Linked DNA regions of Mus musculus: region 1 is linked to region 2. A link is a contact called in public Hi-C data. All regions are on one chromosome and are shown on one strand. Each heading gives the region's core, a stretch centred on a gene start, on an enhancer-like site or on the middle of the called end of the contact. The rest is flanking DNA. Distances are from core to core; before and after follow the strand shown. Region 1 overlaps Adamtsl1 (ADAMTS-like 1). Region 2 has its middle 32 kb from the start of Adamtsl1.

What was found. Hi-C and Micro-C count contacts between places; a contact is called where the count stands out from the background.
Region 1: a contact with region 2 is called in a Hi-C map of muscle stem cells, with 1.8 times the contacts expected there. The contact joins two enhancer-like sites. A contact is called at or near these places in 2 of 484 Hi-C or Micro-C datasets (the G1E-ER4 cell line and muscle stem cells) and 1 of 9 other capture datasets (embryonic stem cells).

What each region holds. Positions count from the first base shown.
Region 1 is chr4:86,170,213-86,174,478 of GRCm38.p6, reverse strand. The region is part of intron 4 of Adamtsl1 (ADAMTS-like 1); the gene reads right to left. Among named protein-coding and RNA genes, the nearest start is that of Adamtsl1, 120 kb to the right of the region's middle. Within about 2 kb of position 2,803, at least 17 of the 459 cell types and tissues checked have an H3K27ac peak or open chromatin away from gene starts, as enhancers often do. A contact at or near this core is called in muscle stem cells, where this site is marked.
Region 2 is chr4:86,019,316-86,023,705 of GRCm38.p6, reverse strand. It overlaps a transcript of Adamtsl1 not described here. Among named protein-coding and RNA genes, the nearest start is that of Adamtsl1, 32 kb to the left of the region's middle. Within about 2 kb of position 2,830, at least 64 of the 459 cell types and tissues checked have an H3K27ac peak or open chromatin away from gene starts, as enhancers often do. A contact at or near this core is called in muscle stem cells, where this site is marked.

The DNA of each region.
Region 1 (4,266 bases), core at 1,554-4,053, 150 kb before region 2:
GGACTCTGTTCTATGCACATCTTTCTTTGGCTCATCAGGAAAGAGACCTTGGAATAAACGACAACCATAAGTGTAATAACTTTCTGTGTGCTCTGTTTGCATTTCTAGTGAATTATCAGGGCTGAACATAGACCCAGCAGTGGTACCAGAGTGAACATCTTAGGGATGGCCAATGAGAAGTCAGTGTCATCACTGAAAATGCTAAAACTCTTAAAGGTAATCAGGGAGCGTTTGATATATTTAGTGTTTCAAGTAACCCAAAGAGGCATTAATCAAACAAAGCATCAAAGAGTGAACTAAGAAAGCTTCCAGATCAAGGGAAAAAATTATTAATAGAACACAGAATTCTTAGGCCCTGAGGCCCCCCACTTGAGAGAATATACTCCTACCCCTATTAACTGATATGCACTTCATTATTAATACCTGTCCCCTCAAGAGGAGAGGGGGCCATGCAACAGAAGTAACAGAGTCTGACTTCAGCACAGCCCTGTTCTAGTTGTATATGCCTGTGACATACATGCCCTCACTTACAAGCTGGAAATAAGATTATGCCACAGCATGGGAACAAGAGCACAAGATGATAAGCATGGCTTCACTGTAAGAAGTGATCAGCATTAAAATGATAGCATTTGAATTCTGGATCCTAAAAGTTAGATTAATTCTTTCTTACATTTTTCACTGTCTTTGGTAAAACAAAATCAATAGGAAAAAAAAAATCAAGGTTTTCCTAGCCTATGTTTAAGTTGGAAGAATAAACTGGGCAGACACGTTTTTCATATTTTTTAATGTTGGGGATGGTGGTGGTACATACCCATAATCCTACCACCTAGGTGCCTAAGGCAAGAGGATCCAAAGTGCAAGGCCAGCCTGAACTACATAGAGAGTTCCAAGACAACCAGCATATGCATAAGACCGGATTTTTTAATAGCTGCGCTTGATGGTGTCAGCTTGTATCTCTAATTACTTGGGCAGTAAAAGCAAGTTCAGGACTTGTCTGTGTTGCAGAGTGAGTTTAAGTCCAACCTGGACAATTCAGTGAGACCTCATTTGAAACTAAAGAGTTAAAGAGGCTGGAGATATGGCCCAGTGGCAGCACACTTACTTGTTCAGCATGTGAGACACACTAAATTCCTAATATTGAAAAACAAAAAACACTTTCCACGAAGTTTTAGGTACTCTCCATACCACAAACTGAGTAATAAGATGTAAAAATCTTTCTGATGACACCAAGAAATCCTTTCCATAAACTGTAATGACATTTGAATAAGCAAGGAGCACTTAGAGATGGCCGAGTCTCTGGAACGGTCTCTACATGCTTTAACTTTCAAAGCAAGAGCTTGCCTCAGTGCACTTCAAAGCACTCGGTACTGTCTTGACTCTATTGTTTCCCATAGAAAACAAACATTGAGCCCGATTTATTACTTAACACAGTCATAGAACTCTCTAACCTCATCCATTTTTGCCATATATAAATAGATGCTAATTCTCTGAGTACCATGTAGCAGACCTTGCACCAAACATCATTACTTCATCATCCTTCTCATGGTCACATGTGAATGTTAGTCCTTTCTCCTATTTCAGCAGAGTGGCAACATCATACTTTGTGAAAGATAGAAAAACTTGGCTTCAAATCTCTCCTCTTCTCTCTTATACTACCTTTAACCAATCACCAAGCCTCCTGATTTGGTCTCAGAAACCTCTTCTTTGTTCTTTTTGTCTTATTCCCATCCACTGACTCAATTACATGGAAGACTCTTGCTAAGGTACAACATTATTCTGTCTTCTTTCCACTCAAAATATTTAATACCACTGTGTCACCTTCAATACTTTATATATATATATATATATATATTCACAAGCAAGGCCCTAGCATCCTGTTTTGTCTTCTGCCTTCTCAATTCTGACGATTGTAAACACTATTTTGACTTTTTGGTTACCTTTTTCTTTGAGCATGACCTAAGGTAGCAGGTGAAGGTTCCTCTCTATGTACTATACTCTACCCGGAACCTTGGAAAAATATGGCCCAATAACATTTTAATTTCAGACTTCTAGTTTCCAGAAATATGAGAAAAAAATTCCTCTGGTTTTAAGCCACATAGTCAAGAAAGACACAATGCCAAGAAATTGGGTCTTTAGTGAGACCAGGTCATGTGACCCACACAGCAGTGGTAGCATGTGTGGAAAAAAAAAAGCTAAGATACCCCAAATTCTTACAGACTAGGAATAAGTTAACAACATACTAAGTTAATAACAAAACATGATGCTCATGAACTGAAAAGAAATTGGGATATGCTTTGACTGAAGACTAAGTTAAAGGGGACCGCCAAATGGTTCAAGAAGATGAGAAATAAAGTTAAACCCATACTTAGAAAGAGGATCTGATTTACAAGGTAAACAGGGACAGTTAAACCCTGTCCCCTGCAGAGGACAAATTCTGGGGCAGTGGGACTGCTCTTTACTTCCTGTCCATTTAAATACTTTCAGTACCTATCACATCATTAAAAATCAAGTAAAAATTTGATAAGTGAATAAATAAAAGTCAGATTATAGAGTTTTCCCACAAGTCTACACATGCATCTTCCCTGAAAAAAGTTTCAGTTCAGCTTTGCCTTCTCATTAGCTAACGCATAGCAGAGCCTTGCAGGAACCAGCAAATCCAGGCTCAGTAGCTACGTTCAACCAGCTATTAGCAGTTTTCTTTATCTTTAATGTCTCAGGCAAAGGGGAGAAAAACAGACCATGCAGCACGATGCTTCCACTTGGAATTCGGTTATAAAACATGGGGAGAAATGGCCAACTCATCACTTCTGACATCACCGCCTTTGGACTAACTGGAAGACATTTGATACTAGTGACTCAGGTCACAGACAGAGATGGAGAAATAATCATTCCATTTAATTCCTTTCAAACTGCTCACCCCAGGAATTATTAAATATGAAAAGAACTTCTTTGGTGTGAGTATGGTTCATTTTAATGCAGCCAAAGAGCAGTAGACATAAAGGCTCCCTGATTTCATTTCTCATTTGTCGTTCGCTTCTCTACTGTACCACTCATTTGAAAACATTATCAAAGGCAGGGCTTGAAAGGAACTCTCCTTTTCATTTTTGGAGTGCTTTGTTTTCTGAAACAGCATCAGGCAATACTCTAAGTATGTGGATTCAATAGAAAAATGTTTCTCTCTAGTTATACTTTACTCTTGATATACACAGCTGTTATAGAAGGTACCAGCTCTTGAATCCTATTCATTATAAAACTAAAACTGATTTTTCTCTATTTTCTTTGAAAATAACCTCAAAATTATTTTTAATGGCTGCACACGTTCTATCTATGAATGTATGCTGTTCCTTAAAACACAATCTGGCTTTGTGCTTTGTAACATATATAAATGTGGGCGTTTGGATAATGAAAATCAGTGACTTGCCGAAGTGCGAATAGAGCTGGCCCTGTTTGTGATGGTTCATTAGCCTTACACAGGACACAATTCACTGCCCTGGAGCTGGAGCGGGATAACGGGATAACATGGAACTGTTAGTTAAAGATGGCTAGAACAGCATACAGGGCAGGTTTGTCCCCTCAGGGAGCCAGTGTCCCTTGCGATATGCATAAGCATACGGAACTGTGCATTCCACACAGCCACACAGAAGGAAAAGACAAAGGCAAGACGGAGCTTGGGGACTGTTAGTACTAACCGCTGGTATTGACTAAACCCAGTAAAAGCACTTTACACCCAGTTGGTCACTTAATCTGCACAGCCATCTTATCAGTGGCAATTATTCTCATACTGCAGAGAGGAAACTGAGGCTAATATCTTTTCTTTTATTGGGAATAAACTCTACTAGGCACTCCCTGGGAACCCACAGCCCACTCTGGATAGGGAAGCAGGTGGGTTAACTGCAGATCTTCACCTTTCCCTCCTCTCCTCCAAATCAAACTCCCCAGTCTGTCTCATCCCCAGCTCTCAGAAGTCCACCTGCTATAATCTCTCTGCTCCCGTCTCTGGTGGATCACATAGATTCCCCTGCAAACTCTCGACCACCTGCTATAATCTCTCTGCTCCCGTCTCTGGTGGATCACATAGATTCCCCTGCAAACTCTCGACCACCTGCTATAATCTCTCTGCTCCCATCTCTGGTGGATCACATAGATTCCCCTGCAAACTCTCGACCACCTGCTATAATCTCTCTGCTCCCGTCTCTGGTGGGTCACATAGATATTCCCCTGCAAACTCTCGACCACCTGCTATAATCTCTCTGCGCCCGTCTCTGG
Region 2 (4,390 bases), core at 1,581-4,080:
GTACCATGATATTTGAGTGGTATCTATTAAAGGTGTTAAGGGAAGACAAGTATTTGTTCATCAGGCCACCGTGAAAGCCAGCTGCTCTTCCACAGCTCACAGTTACCACGGATATGCAGGTCAGCATTTCTAGCCACACCAAAGCAGGAGTCTGCAACACTCCAAGTTTTATCTCACCTTAACATTTATTAACATTACCATCTTTTCGCCTTTTACATACTTGCAATCTCATGCAGCTCCAAGAACTTAGTTAAAAATTGAACTAAAGCCCCCTTTGTTCAGGTGACACAGCTCAAACTTTGTGCTCAGCCACATGGAGAAACTGTATTTTCAATGCTGCTTCCTGCCATAGGCTGAGGCCATTCTGTTCGTGGCCTCCAGGGACGCACATATTCAAAGTTTTTGTCTTCTTAGCATCTCCTGTTATAGATTTTAAAAAGTGGATTCCTTTCCCAAACTCGGGAGGCCTTTAAAGGGGCTTCATGTCATTCTTCATCGTACGACATCACACATGAGGCTGTGGCTTTGTTTGTATTCTCTGGAGTGAATTCTTTCTCTTCCGATGCCAGTCCAGGGTGAGTTTCAAAGATCTTCCTTTTTATCCCCAAAGAGGGAAGGAGTCTGAAATCCTGTCTTGTTTTAAGACTAATTAGAAAGTAAGAGTGGATCACAGTCTTGTGACTGAAAGCTAATATTTACCAACTCTCATGAATCTCCCGCAAGTATAAATTTCCCCATAGAGACTCATAATTTCCCCATAGAAGATGAAGCAAATGGGTATTTTTCTCCTTTTATAAAAATTGTGATTTTTGACTCTAAGTTGGTGTACCCACAATTATTATCAACAACATGTAGTTCTAGAATATTCTCATCACCCACCTATTCCCTCTTCCCACTGCTCTTAGTTTCTTATACTTCCATAGGATTAAGTGTTCTGGACATCAAATATAAATAGAATCAATTATGGCCTTTAGTGTCTTACATCTTTTATTTATCATGTTTTGGGGTTCATCTATGGTATACCATAATCAGCACACTTTTTATGCCCGACCAATATTCTAAAAAGTTCTTTTTAAATTTCTCACCATAAATTATTACTTTTCCTAATGAAGTAGACCATATCAGCCTGTGAATGATCATAAAGGGAATATTAAACTGGATGCTGGAATATTAGTAGCTCAATCAAAGATATTAAGTCAAGTGATTTCTGCATGTGAAAAATAAAACTTTTCATTATTTTATCCTGCCATTTCTAATAGTGATCACTAGAAAAAGTAAATGTGTTAAATCTCTCATTAAGATGTACTACGTAATTTGAAATGTAACACACATTTAGCAAAGCTCAATTTTAAGAAACTAGGATGTAATCTATTCTTCACTGCTCTGTGACCACACTAAAAAACAAAATAAAAAATCAAAATGAAGATTAAATGAAGGAAACACACATGTGATAATATCTAGTGCTCACTAGAATAAAATATTGGTTTTATTTACACAATAATTTAGTAAGCTACTTTTGATGAAGTAAGCTTGTCAAGATGACAACTGTATCTGATGTCTGTCAGGATGACAACTGGATCTGATGTCAAGATGACAACCGGATCTGATGTCAAGATGGCAACTGTATCTGATGTCAAGATGACCACTGGACCTGATGTTGTTGGATGAGTGGAAGGAAGAATGGGCAACAGAGCAGATAATTTTGTTAACACCTAGTAATTTGCAGTGCTGCTATGTCATGTTTCAAAGCATTTAGATTACATGACATTCAAAATATGGCATTCAAGAATGTACAAGAAGACACTATTGATAACTCATTATGACTTCTGAAACACGGACTAAATAGGTATCAGATACAAATATATAACTCATGTGTGGTGAGACATACATCATGCTATATCATGATATAAAAGTAACTTGTAAATGCTCACACATCTGTTCTTTGATGAGGGACAAACATGCAGACTAACATGGATTGAGAAGGTTCCAAATGCCAGGCCCGGGGAGGGGGGGGTTGGGGGTGCAAAGTGGTAAGACTGGCAAGAGAGAAACAAAGCCTTGTTTCTGTGATAATTTATTTGCATTATGGCGGTGCTTTCCACTTGTGCATCTCTGTCCCGTATGTTTCCCTAACTGAACATCCTTAGCAAGGAATCACAAGGAAGGTGAATGTTAAGATGTAATCTAGTCTTCATTGCTCTCTGACTGCACAAAACAAAACAAAACAAAATCAAAAGGAACCCACTTTTTTTCTATAATAGGAGACATTAAGAAGACAAAAAAAATTAAATATGCGCGTTCCTGGAGGCCACGAATGGAATGGCCTCAGCCCACAGTGAGAGCAGCATTGACTCCAGCCGCATATGTAGCAGAGGATGGCCTTGTTGGACATCAGTGGGAGGAGAGGCCCTTGGTCCTGAGAAGATAAAGGCCTGGGGAATGCTTTCTCTTTAGACTCTACTGCTCCAGGGATGTGACAATGCAGAACAAGAAAGACCCTGGAATTGCAATTATGAGCTTATGAGGACGATGTTGTTTAATAGCATGCTTCAGGAATGCACTGCCAAAGAACTTTCAAAGACATTTGGCTGTAAAACAGTATGGATCCACTGGAAAACGTAAAAAAAAAAGAAAGAAAGAAAGAAAGAAAGAAAGAAAGAAAGAAAGAAAGAAAGAAAGAAAGAAAGAAACTGCCAATCACTCATGACCTGCACCAGGGGACTCTGTATAGATGCAGGAGGGGGATGGGACTTTGGCACTCTAAGCGACTGCACATCTGAGGCAGGAGCTGGCGTCATCACCAGTGGAGCAGAAGGCAGCTGCCCAGCGTGTGCTGACTGCCTGCAGCCTGCTGTTTGGGTAAGCTGAGCACGGGTCCTCACTCGCTGAGCCTCTGGCTCCTGGCACGGGACTTGCAGCCAACAACAGCAAATGGTGGAGGCCATGAGGAAGCCTATGGGGCTGTCTCCCCTTCTAGGGTAACATTCTCGAGCCAAAGAAGAATTCAGTACAAGAGGGAGGTGAAGAAGGGACAAGCTTGAAACCCCAGGAAGGGGTTTCACAGTGGGAAGGTGGTTCTAACATCCTGCCTTCAGGTCCTGCTGACCCCAAAGGATATGCACCCATCACTACCCAAGGGACCAGGAGGCAGAGTTCAGTGCCTGTGTGTGGCTGTCCTGGTGGTGTTGGGTTCCCCCTGAGAGATCAAACAACAACGCTGTTAGTCTGAAGACAAAATGTAGCTATTGTCTTCAGGGAAGGCTCTGTTTTCATCAAAAGTTAAAATTTAAAACTAACAATACACCAGCGGATATGAGGCTCCCAACACACAGACAATAGAGGACTACCCGATCTGTGTTCATTCAGAGATGATGCACCTAACCCTCAAGAGACTGGAGGCCCCAGGGAGTTTAGAGGTTAGGTGGGGTGGGGGTGGGGGACATCCACGTGGAGACTGGATGTGGGGAGGAGGTGTGGGAAGTGGAACAGTTGGGGTGGACTGGGGTGTGTGTGGATAAAATATGGCGTGTAAAAAATAAACTAATTAATAAAAAGAAAGAAAGAAAGAAAGAAAAAAACCCAATTCTGACACCTCTCTGCTTTCTTCTTTTGTCCCTTTTCTGTTTCTTTCTCAGTTTTTCTGCCTCTTTGTTTCTTTCATGATCAAGTCCAGAAATGACCAATGACTGCTTTCTTGGAACTTAAGGCCAATGAAAATAACTTGATGCTATCTGCTTTGATGTTAGAATGAACACAGCATGGTATACCACTCGCCATCAGGCACACTCACAGTGGCAGAGCTTTTGCCTGCTCTCCACTGACTCACGGTGACCTGGCTCCTTTCCTTGTCACTCCAGCAGGCAGGGGGATTAGCAGGCAAGCATGTATCAGTGCCTGGGGAATGGTGCCTGGTCTTGGCACCGAGTGTGTATCAGTGTTAACAGCTGGTACATAAGTCCTGCTCAGTTAGGATTTAGTGGCAACATTCAGTCTGGGATTAGCCTAGCAAACAGGGTCGAGCTGTCTTCTTGCCAAAGCTGGGAAGCCCCAAAGGGCATGTGTTCTCCTGGGATTAATCCTGGTATTTAGGAAAATGCCTGCCTTATCACTGTTCTGGATCAAGGGCTTTGCCTCTTGATGAGAAGAAATGACTTCTAAATAGAATGTGATCTAGTGTTGGGGTCACCCTCTATACTCTGAAGACTATGGTCTGTAAGTTAGACACTACAGAGCCAGTTAGCTAAGGGAAAGTATCCAAGGAGAATTCAGGGAGGGAGGAATGGAGGGAGAAAGGGAGAGAAAGGGGGATAGAGGGGGAGAGGAGAGAGGGGTAGGGGAGGGAGAGAGGGGGAGAGGGAGATGGAGAGGGGGAGGGAGAGGGAGAGGGGAA